Regions from separate parts of the Bicyclus anynana genome. Here region 2 is linked to region 1. The links are chromatin contacts, called in public Hi-C maps. All regions are on one chromosome and are shown on one strand. The core of a region is the stretch at or near the end of the contact, and the rest is flanking DNA. Distances in the headings are between cores, read along the strand shown.

Region 1 (6,020 bases), core at 1,332-3,831:
TACTGAAAATTTCGGTAGAATCCCGACGATTCCCGACCATTTGGCATTGCAAAGTTATGGAAAGCCATTCCAGCTTCCGTTTTCCCCACCACCTACAATATGGGTCCCACCACCTACAATATGGGTATCTTCAAGTCAAGAGTGAATAGGCATCTTCTAGGCAAGCGCGTTCCACTGCATAAAGGCTGCATTATCGCTTACTGTCAAGCATCATTGCAGCCAAGCTCTCGCCTATACATATATTTAAAAAATTCCCGCCGTCGCAGTTCCATATTCCTGGGCGTTAAAATAGGCTGATAACAATGATGTTAGAAGAAAAAAATTTAATAAAAAAAATGCAACCGACTTCAAAACCTAAAAACGTACCCTAACCTAAAAAAGTGAAAAATAACATCATAATATGTTCTACCTGCTGATCAGTATGAAGGCGGTGCTAAGCCGTTTCAAACAAAAAAAGAATTTTTGAAATCGGTCCAGGCGTGTTTGAGTAATCGGTGTACATACATTAAAAAAAAAAAATACCGACTGAATTGAGAACCTCCTCCTTTTTGAAGTCGGTTAAAAAAGAGGTAGATAGGTTATACGCGGACCGTAAGTGGCACATTAAAACTATGCTAATTAGCAAACCTGAGCTCAGTCGCCGCACTGTCATACCGCTGTTGATAACGCCGCTGAAATAATATTTGTGTGTCAGTTGTAAACATCGAATGTGGTACCTGACCTGTCTACTTCTTTTCTTCTTACATCGTTGGCTGATAATAATTGAGGTGACCTCTTCCTTGCTTCTTGTATATTGTGGCAGTAAGCAAAAATAGGTTATTGATGTGGAGTCTATAAATAAAGTAGTGCGATTCAAGCCATCAAGCCATTTCCAGGAACTCGGTGTGGACCGACGGCGCGGCGCCAGCATCGGTCGATAGTGAACCCTACAAACTATAACTAACATTAAAATAAGCAAAGAGAAGTTATTTGACTCATAACAAATTTAAAATAAACAACATTAATTTCGTAGCGAATAAGGGTCCTAAATTTATAAATTAATTATTAAAAGCTTAGGATTTCATAGAAAACTTAATTTAAAAATTGTGAACTTTTTGAATCTTTCCAAACGGTAAAAACGCTGTCGTCCATTTTGTGATGTTACTTGATATCAAGTAGGTACTAAGCCTAAACGTCAAACTAATTAATATTTAAGTACTTTTAATAAATCTGTAGAGAGGTCAATTCTGTACATGAAATATATTTCCAAAATAACTGAGATTTTTGTGTCTGTCTGTCTGTCTATCTTTTTTTTTTCTTTTTTTTTATAAATAAATATACTTAAATAAATATACTTAAACAATACACATCACTATCTAGCCCCAAAGTAAGCAGAGTAGCTTGTGTTATGGGTGCTAAGATGTTGATATTATAATATTAATATACAATTATATACTACATATAAATACTTATATAATGTATAAATACACACAGACACTGGAAAACACCAATGCTCATCACACAAATATTTTCCAGTTGTGGGAATCAAACCCACGGCCGTGGATGCAGAAAGCCGGGTCACTACCCACTGCGCCACGCGGCCGTCAAATTCTTTATGTTCGGTAAAGAAACAAAAACTACTTACTCGACGGATTTTCACGAAACTTGACACGATTGTTCTTCATACTCCTGGGCAGGTTATAGTATACTTTTCATGACGCGACGATCAATAGGAGCAGAGCATTGAAGGGAAATGTTGGGAAAACGGGAGAAATTATCACATTTTTTAAGCTTCCGTCGCGTTTGCAGTCATACTGGGTAGGGCAGGGGTAGGGTAGGGGTAGTTGAAAGTTTACATCGACTTTCACGCGGACGAAGTCGCGGGTGCCCGTTAGTAACTAATAATTTTGTCAAACATTAAACCGTTTGGTTAAGATTTAGTTTGGTTATGGTTTATAATTATATTCTGAGGCTTTAATACAGTCAAACTCGGTAATTCTGTACTTGTAATGGACGGGATAAACAGTTAATTTAGGTACTTAATCCGTTTAATATGCGTCCGCTTATATTGACCAACCGCGTAATATGACGTAATTACACAACAAAGTTTTCATAAAAAAATATTTGTATTAATACAGACGGATAAAACGACTTCGTTAGTGACATGTCGCTTATTATGACTCATTTATAGGAGATTTTATACATTCTATATAAATTTTGTCTCTTTCTAGTGACCGACATGATCTGCTGAATGAAGATGATGAAGCCTTTGGCAATGTTCGTTGATTTGACAGTTGAACGCACAAAATAAAGAATGATCCAGAATGAGTGGTGAAGCCGGTGAACCCGTAAAAAAACAAACGTTACGTTTTTTTAATCTGTGCTTGAACATTACACATTTTTAATGTAACCTGTAAAAAAATGTCATCTCAACGTCTTTTTACATCATTTTAAAAACTACTACTGCCATCTACTGATGAGATTCCCTTGTTGTTCGTTATGTTTATGGTTCTTCTACTACACACTAGATGGCGTAAGAAACATGTCTTATTACAAATTATTTAAATAAATAAACATTATCGTAAGACTATCATATTGTTACATTATAATTTATAGCTAGAATCTATAGAAACTGATAAGAATCAACTTCAATTTTAAGAGTGATTATCTTAAATACACATGACACAACTGAACATAATAACATAGTAGGCGGAACAGTGAGGTTATCTTTTAGACGTTTAGTGAAATAGGTACCGTACCTACTTTTTATCAATAGATAAATCAATTAATTTAAATACATATTCAAGTAATAAAGTATTTTCCCATAAAATATGGCATTGAAACGCGTCCTGATTGTAAACAAGACATACCCTGAAGCGGGAATAAAGTTATTAAAAACCAAGTAAGATTTTTAATCATTATAAAATATTTTTATAGGTACTTGTAGTTGTTATTGATTCATATCATTAATTAGGACATAAAATAAATTCCCTATGTATTTACAAATTATAAAAGTACCCAACAAACCGACCTTTATATCTTTTTTTTAACAACCATAAACCATAGAGCCGTGGAGGATATACCTAATATATTTAAATGTATATTCTTTGATTATAACCCTTAGAACAGATTCAAAATTGCGAATCATTATGCAATATTATTAACGCATCCAAAGGCGTTGTACACACTGTCGAAGATTTCTACAGCTTTGTGTTATTTTTTTATAAATATGTAGGTCTATTACATTTAGACCTTCATCAACAATCATGCATACATAGTGTATTGTATTATATTTTTTAACAATAACATTGATAAAAAATCAAAAAAAGTATGTGTCAGCTCCGACGCACGAATGGAGTTGTATGTTGCCCCGCAGCATACACTCCATACGTCTCAATAATCGCGCCTGAAAAGTGAAAGCTGCGCAACCGAGGAGCAGCAGGCAGCGGGCGCGCCTGACTTCATGTGCACGCTAATATACAAAACAAACAAAAATATTAATTTCTAATTTCTATCATTATTTATTTATTTAACTTTGTGATCATTCAGAATTTATTTCTGAAATCTAATCTAAATCTAATGACGGCAGCGCACGGTGAAAGGTGCGCAGAATAGGTTGCGCATAAAAAACGTAAAGCAGTCATACGTTCTTCGAATTTTCCTGCCCATATTTTTTTCATACCGGGAGTATATAAGAAATATCGACTTTTAGGGAGTAAACTCCATAAGGGACAAATAAATAAATGAGAGAAAAGAATAATGCATACCTTACATATATAAGTTATATTAGAGAACCTCCTACTTTCTTCATAACACACTTTTATTATTAGATTAGAACCTGTCATAATACCACATTTGGATCATGAGTCTGAAAGTATCTTGGAAATAAAAAAAGAAATAGCTACTGGCTTTGATGCTTTAATATGGAACACTAAACATCGGCTTACGGGAGAAATATTGGATTTGGCAGGTAAATGATTTATTTTTTATTTTAATCTATTTGTAACATTCTTCATATTATTTCTTCATATAGTTTGTAACATTCTTTAAATGGGGTAATCTTCGGAACTACTGATCCGATTTCAAAAATTCTTTCACCAGTAGAATGCTATAGTATTTTATATTGGTATCATATATATTAGCCGAGTTAATACAGTTTTTGTCATACAGGTCGGACCGAAAGTCCTCTTAAGCAGACTTATTCGCATGCGCTGCCTTAACCATCGTGTAAAATTGAAATTAATGTATGCCTATTTTCTATTTTTGTCTGTCTGTCTGCCTTTTATTTGATACGCATCACGCTGAAACTACAGAATGAATTCAAATGATACTTAAGACGATTTGAGACCATAATACGTAGAAGGATAATAGGATACTTTTGACGCGAAAACAAAATCAGAAATGGATGAAGTAGGGGTAGAAAGTTTGTACGGAAAGTCCTTTATATTTCTAGGTACATTTGTAAAGGTAAAATGATAAGTGGTCTATTTATCTATACTATTTCTATACTAATATTATAAAGAGGTAAAGTTTGTAAGTTTGTAAGTTTGTCACATTTTTTAAATGGGGTAATCTTCGGAACTACTGGTCCGATTTTAAAAATTCTTTCACCAGTAGAATGCTACATTGTCGGGGAGTGCTATAGGCTATATTTTATATTGGTATCATATATATTAGCCGAGTTATCACAGTTTTGGTCATACAGGTCGGACTGAAAATCCTCTTAAACAGACTTATTCGCATGCGCTGCCTTAACTATTGTGTATAATTGAAATTAATGTATGGAGACTTTATGTATCTTTAAAAGTTCTCTAAAAAGTCCGCGACACCATATATCTATCTTCTATATATTAGCAGATATAGTACCTTTTGTGTTTTAAAAATTATTTATTTTATACACTTAGGTTTACGTCATTATTTATACAACTAAACTTTAATCCTTATTAAAATAAATTATTTAATAATCACAAGGATATTATGGAGATAAGATTTGCCCTCTACAGTATGTTAATTACTTAAATAGTTTCGGAGATAATACAAAATTTCTAAGACGCAGAATTTCCGCTATATGACGCCCGGCGCTTTCATTTACGTAGTTCCCGTTCCCGTGTGAATATGGCGATCAAACATAGCCTATGACACTCGCAAATAACGTAGCTTTCTATTGGTAAAACAATTTTCCAAATCGGTCCAGTAGACACAGAGATTACCTCCTACAACCACACGAACTTTACCTCTTTATATTATTAGCATAGAAGTCTCTATTTCTCTTGGTCATACCACCACTCTCGAAGGACTGGAACGATTTTGCTAAGGGTAGGAGTAAGATAGAGAAGTTACAGGGTAGGGTAGGGTACGGGTAGGGAAGCGTAGGAGTAGTGTAGGGGTAGGGTAGGTTTAGGGCCGGGTTTAGGGTAGTGGTAGGGTAGGGGTAGAGGTAGGGTAGTGGTAGGGTAGAGGTACGGGTAGGATAGGGAAGTGGTAGGGTAGGGGTAGTGTAGGCGTGAGATAGGGGTACGGGTGGGATAGGTGTAGGAAAGGGATAGGGTACGGGGAGGGTAGGGGTAGGATGGGGGTAGGGTGTAGGTAAGGTAGGGGTAGGGTAGGAGTAGGTTTGGGGTAGGGTAGGGTAGATTGGGGGTAGGGTATGCTAGGGTAGGGTAGGGGTAGGGTAGATGAAGGGGTTGGGTAGGGTTGGGGTAGTGGTAGGGTAGGGGTAGTAGTAAAGTTGACATCGAAATTTACGCGGACGAAGTCGCGGGCGTCCGCTAGTTAGGTATAAGTTATAAAACTTGCAAAATATAATGTGAAATAGGGGTTGAAAATTGACATCGATTTTTACGCGGACGAAGTCGCGGGCGTCCGCTAGTACTCTATATACAAGATGCTATTAGATTCTTTGCACTAAAATTAACAGAAAGGAAGCATAAAAGCAACCTTCCTTTTTTGAGCAATTATTTAAAATTACTTATATGTACTATATATTTTTTAATCAGGTCCGAGACTAAAAGCCGTATCAACAATGGCGTCTGGAATAGACC
Region 2 (5,947 bases), core at 922-3,421, 140 kb before region 1:
GAACACCAACAAAACAAAAGTAATGACTAATTGTAAGAAAGAAGATATAAAGTTGGGTTCAAACATATTGGAGTATGTTGATGAATATATTTATTTGGGTCAAACAATATCACCGAGAGAACAAAACACAAAGGAAATAGACAGGAGAATATGCAACACCTGGAAAAGCTACTGGTCCCTTAAGGAAGTAATGAAAAATAAAGATATCCCTATATCAGACAAGTCTAAAGTATTCAACACCTGTATCTTGCCATGCTTAACCTATGGTTGCCAAACCTGGGGTCTGACTGAGAAAAATATTGTGAAACTGAAAACATGCCAAAATAATCTAGAAAGAAGCATGCTTCATATAAAAAAACAAGACAAAGTCAGACTCTCTACTATCCGAAGCAAGACCAAGGTCAGAGATGTGGCAGTAACAATTAAGAAGCTTAAGTGGAAGTGGACAGGACACTTCATGCGGGATAAAAGGGATAAGTGGACCAGGGATGTGACAGAGTGGTATCCTAGGATAGGAAAAAGGAAAAGAGGTCGCCCCTGCCAAAGATGGGAGGATGACCTCAGACAGACAGCAGGAGACACATGGAGAAGGAAAGCAAGAGATAGAGAAATATGGAAGTGTCTGGAGGAGGCCTATGCCCGAGGGCAAGCTGAAGAAATGAATCAGTGTCAATGATATGTTGTAATAATATTTTGTTTATAAATTCAGCAAATAAAGGCTTTATTATTATTATTATTATTATTATAAAAATAAAGTTAATTTTTTTTAGGCATTGATTGTCTAAAAACTTGCAATTTGTTCGGTCTCAAATGCTGAGTATAATCAGGGGCACAATTATCCGCCCTCATTAATATGACGAGAGTATATTACCTTGGAAAAGACCAAAAATAGATAGAAGTGCCTATCTTCTCGGAGTCAACCAGGTGATCATCAACTAAGCTCTGAACTACCTCTTTCACTGATTGCATAGTTATTCCTTTCTCTTTGGGAGCTATTTTCTCTAATTCCTGGAAAGAATGAAAATTCATGTAACTTTACCCTTATTTTTTGGTCGAATTTGACTTGTCTACAAATAGCAACAAAGGGGTTGATTAAGAACTGAAGTACCTTTAGTTGAAAAAAGTCCTTGCTTTTATGGAATATCTCCAACATCCTGATTTTCTTCTCATCAGCGCTCAGTCCTCTTTTTTTGGACATCTCTCAATATCTCTATTCTTTGCTCACTAATACTCAATGCTGAGTAATATATATACTTATCTAGCTATCTATATAATATTAGCTCTATTGACTTCTGTATGCAGTAATACTCAATATGTCTTCTTTCCTCAGTAATATCTATGTTCATCTATCTATCTATTTACCTATGTTTGCTCTATTGTCTTATGTACTCAATAATACTCAATATTATGTCTTTCTTTCCAGTGATCCAGCGATGAAACAGTTCTTGCTCCACCTGGATGAGACACTCGCACTCGGCAGAAAGTTTATCCTTCAAGACCTGGACGAAACACATCTGTTCATCTCGTCTGACATTGTTGACACACTGCAAGCCCGAGTTGACGACTTGATGGACCAACTCAGTATTCCAGTGCACGATAAAGGATTATAATTTATTAATTTCATAAAGTAACCAGTAAGTCAGGTCAGTCGTTTTATCCCTAATTTGTAAGCTGAATGTGCAAATTTAAAAAAAAATCATATTAAATTTGAGTATATTAAATGTGTGAAGTCTGCCAATTGGGCCAGCGTGGTGGACTATTGGCTTAACTCCTCTCATTCTGAGAGGAGGCTCGTGCTCAACAGTGAGCCGAATAAGGGTTGATAACGAAATTTTTTATACTTCCCTCAAATGTAAAAATATATTCACTTACAAAGTACCTAATACGATTTAAGTAATAAATATACCTGTATATTTAGTTTATCTTTCAAAAGTTCTTGTAAACTAAGCCAAGTTGGATTTTGCTTTTACAATGCCTACCCTAGTTAAAAATGTTATGAACGCCACTGAGAACTTCCTATTTATGTATGAAAAATTAACTGTATATTATATGTCTGACTGTGTGTGTGTGTATTAGTAATAGAAAATTCCAGTTGATGTGTCAAATTGGTATTGCTGGTTATTCAAGCTAACATTTTATTTGTATGTGTGTTACAGAACAAGCCACAAAAATGTCTACAAGAGAGTCGGGTAGAGTCAAAGATGTAGAGAAAAGGAGAGTTTTAGACGATGCAGCGAGAAAAAGGAGAGCTCGGAAAGCTGTTGAAGCATTGGAACAGGATAACTTCCACGAAGACCCGCATGCTGACCTGGTTATGTCAAAAAAGGTGCCCAAATTTGCAGATTCCAATGAAAAACCGACAAGAAAGAAAAAATCTAAAAGTGCTGAGTATTACAAAATGAGATTCAGAAAGACATTTGCTCAGTTAGTCGAGGAGGATGCAAGTTTCAGACCGGATCCACCGAACTACTTGTCGGCTCAAGTTGGACCGTCCAAGTGAGTACTTTACAATTTCATATGTATTTAAGGTTGAGGTACGGTAGAGGTAATGTAGGGGTAGGGTAGGAGTAGGGTAGAAGCAGGGTAGGGTAGGGATAGGGAAGAAGTGCATCATAAGTGAAAGAGAAGCTTGAGCGGGTCCGCTAGTTATACTATAAAATTAAGTAAATCTGATCATGCTTCACAACATTTCGGCAATGCATTGTCTGTGTCCTAAGAAATATTTGATTGTAAAACTTTTATTGTAATGACTGTTTTTTGCCCGAATAAATAAAAATAAAAAAAAAATAACAAGATTGTGGAAATAATTTCAATTAGTATTGTTTAGAATGACTATTTATTATTTTACGTCTGATGAGTAAAATATACAAAAAATAGCTATAATTTACTAAATGTTTGATACAAATAAAATGAAAGCAATATTACAGCCTTGTTTGGGGTACTCAATTTATATTAAATGCAAATATTACAATTTGTAAAATAGCAAAGCTTCTTCATTAAACATAATATGTAAGCTTATTTACTAACTGATGTTTATATTCTTTTGTTCATACAAATAATTATATTTATTGTTGTAATCTTAAAATCATGAAATTTATACACCTAAAACAACGAGATTTTTTATGATAATGAGAAAAATCTTTACAATATAATCTCTGACATCCTAGTTCTAGAATATTTATCATGTTGTTTAACGTAAAAACACCTTACAATTGAACTTTATGTAAGTAATAACACTTAAAGAGTAGAAAATTGTATTAAGAAAATGTAAAATCATTCTTTTTCAGATTTCCCGACCGCCATTTCTGCGCTGTATGTGGATTTCCATCTAACTATACCTGTATATCCTGTGGTGCTAGATACTGCTCCGTACGATGTCTTGGAACACACTTGGATACGAGATGCCTCAAATGGACTGTCTAAATTATTTACTTATTAACAATTCTGCGCAATTATTAATATTAGATTCGAATAATCGCAAGCAATAAAGTAATTGTCAACAGTAGGTTATTTTTATTTCCCGCTAAAAGTTGTCATAGACAATGTAGAAAAACGGCGCCATCTAGCTGAAGAATGTTCCAAGCCAGATACTCTACGCAGCGCCATCTAGTGGTGGAAGTTGGGTTTCAAAAAGTTTTCTACCCGTCAATAGGTGGCGCAACAATTAATTTTATGCACGCTCTACACTCGCGGTGCAAACGCTGTGAACTGATATAGGCGTTCGCGGCTTGTTAGTTATCTTCAAAATCTTTCATGAATTCGTCAACAGCCTTCTCGTTGAAAAGTGCAAACCACAAACCAAAATAAACCAAACTGAAATTTTGGAGTCTACGCCGCGAGTGTAGAGCGCACTTTAAATTTTAAAATCAATCTACAGGTGCTTAATAGGTAATCTTTTGTACATAAGCTTTTAAAAATATATCGTATGTACATTGGCGTATCTAGGATTATTTCCTGGGGTGGGCCTACATATCACTGAACAGAGTCGACAGTCGACACTCATTATAAAAATTTCGTCAGCAATGTTTGTGGACGGAAACGACTCGACTTTTTATTATTTTTTTTATCTATGGTATAGGTATCAGAAAAGGTCCTAAAATATTTTTCAAAATCTTTATTACGAAAGGGTTTTCTTTATTAAAAGTTATAATTATTATTATTTGATATTTTGTGTAAAATTATTACTATTAAGGCGTCCATCATAGAATTTCAAATTGAGAAGTCGAGAAGTCTTCTAGACTATTCCCGGCCCACCCGGCCCACCCGCTATATACGCCTATGCGTATGTATTACCAGAATACAATATTTTATTAATTACTGCTCAAATATTACCTATTACTCAGAAAATCCTAAAACTAAGGATTCATTGTACGACTGTAGGTAGGTAGTACTTAAGTCTCTAAGAAAATTAAAAAAAATAGATAAGTAAATTTTTCGAAAAAATAATACTGTTTTGCTCTACACAGACCCAGGATCTGCCACCTACACCGCTACACCACAGAGGTCTTGTATCTGGTCTAATAATGATACGTAATCATAAATTGCACCCAATCGATCCCCCAGCGAAGGACGCTAGGGGCGATCAGAGGCATTAGCGATAATTCAACATTTGTGACAACAGCTGTCTCCGTATCGTTAGTAACATGGCACTAAAATAAAGGGCAGATTGTTTGTAAACGTGCGCAGAACAAATGGGGCTCAAATTGAAATGCCTCATTGTTGTAGCGGTTAACAACTACGACTATAGATTTTGAGGAACCGGGTTCGAGTTTCTTATACAGAGAAGGACACTTAATTTTATTTTAATTTAATTTTATTTTATTTTTAGCCTTTTTATTATAATTTTTATTCAATGACAACTTATACTTATTTTCACCTGGTGGCAAAGATTTTATACTCTTTGCCTGAAGGTTTATGGCGATGCAAGCTTATTTGGAAGAGGTGCAAGTTTAATATAAGAGTCAAATTAATAGGTAGAACTTGTCCTAGGAAGTATGACTACCGTCTAGTAGCATCGCTGTGATTCGGTCTGTATTGTTGAAGGTCTAAGTAAAGGCAAATGAGTCTTTCAGGCCTCAGGGCAGCTGATATTTTTAATAGATTAATAAGCAGGACTTATTAATCTATTAAAAAATAGTGTATTTACTACCTACCGATAAAAAAAAACATATTCTTAATTTAACTTTTTGGCAAAAATTGTGCTCTTTGTGTTATAAATTAATTTATTTCCAATAGGCTTAGTTTACAAGTTAGTGCAAGGCTTATTTTAAGAACCGTGACAACCCAGTGGATATAACCTCTTGCCTCAAATTCCTGAGGGTGTAGGTTCCAATCCGGTACGGGGCATGCACCTCCAACTTTTCAATTATGTGCCTTCTAAGAAATTAAATATCAAACAAACTCAAACTGTGAAGGAAAAACTTCGTAAGGAAACCTGCATACCTGAGAATTTTCGCAATTCTCTACGTGTGTGAAGTCTGCCAATCCGCGTGGACTATTGACCTAACCCCTCTCATTCTGAGAGAAGACTCGTGCTAAGCAGTGAGCCGAATATGGGTTGATAACCTAGTTCAAAGTTTAAAGAACTTTTGTAACCTCTTAAGCGGTCCTGGTTACTGTAGTCAGGAAAAAAAACAAAGGCATGAAAGAGTACCTAATACTACGAGCTACCTATTCCTACTCACGAACGTAAAAACCCCGCGCTAACCGCGACTCCCTATTTTTCAACATCCCACAGAACAGATAAGGGGCAAAGGAGTATTTACACGGAGCCACGTGCCACCTTATCTACCACCCCGAGCAGCTGTGCCATGAGAGAGGTTATTGTGAACCAACAGATGCTAGCTACTTCCTATTTAGGTAAATGTCGGCGTAAATTGTCTGAATTAGTAGCTGTACATGTACATAGAAAAAAGAAACATTGAAAAGACGTTAAAATTACTGTTAA

Evidence for each region. A called contact is a pair of places that touch in the nucleus more often than the background predicts.
Region 2: a Hi-C map of whole body shows a contact between it and region 1, with 6 times the contacts expected there. The contact joins the promoter of LOC112055219 here to the promoter of LOC112050855 in region 1. A contact is called at or near these places in 2 of 2 Hi-C or Micro-C datasets (whole body and whole larva).

The regions. Positions count from the first base shown.
Region 1 is chr19:2,656,408-2,662,427 of ilBicAnyn1.1, reverse strand. It overlaps LOC112050855 (glyoxylate reductase/hydroxypyruvate reductase-like), which reads left to right and starts at 2,581. Exons shown (of 7, transcript XM_052887495.1): 1 at 2,581-2,881; 2 at 3,810-3,949; 3 at 5,976-6,020. The coding sequence starts at 2,811.
Region 2 is chr19:2,794,225-2,800,171 of ilBicAnyn1.1, reverse strand. It overlaps LOC112055219 (zinc finger HIT domain-containing protein 1), which reads left to right and starts at 2,171. Exons shown (of 2, transcript XM_024095238.2): 1 at 2,171-2,496; 2 at 3,288-3,502. The coding sequence starts at 2,171. The coding sequence ends at 3,423. LOC112055220 (general transcription factor IIH subunit 5) reads left to right here. Exons shown (of 2, transcript XM_024095241.2): 2 at 1,424-1,634. The coding sequence ends at 1,610. LOC112055218 (meiotic nuclear division protein 1 homolog) reads right to left here and starts at 1,489. Exons shown (of 5, transcript XM_024095237.2): 1 at 1,109-1,489; 2 at 872-1,008. The coding sequence starts at 1,198.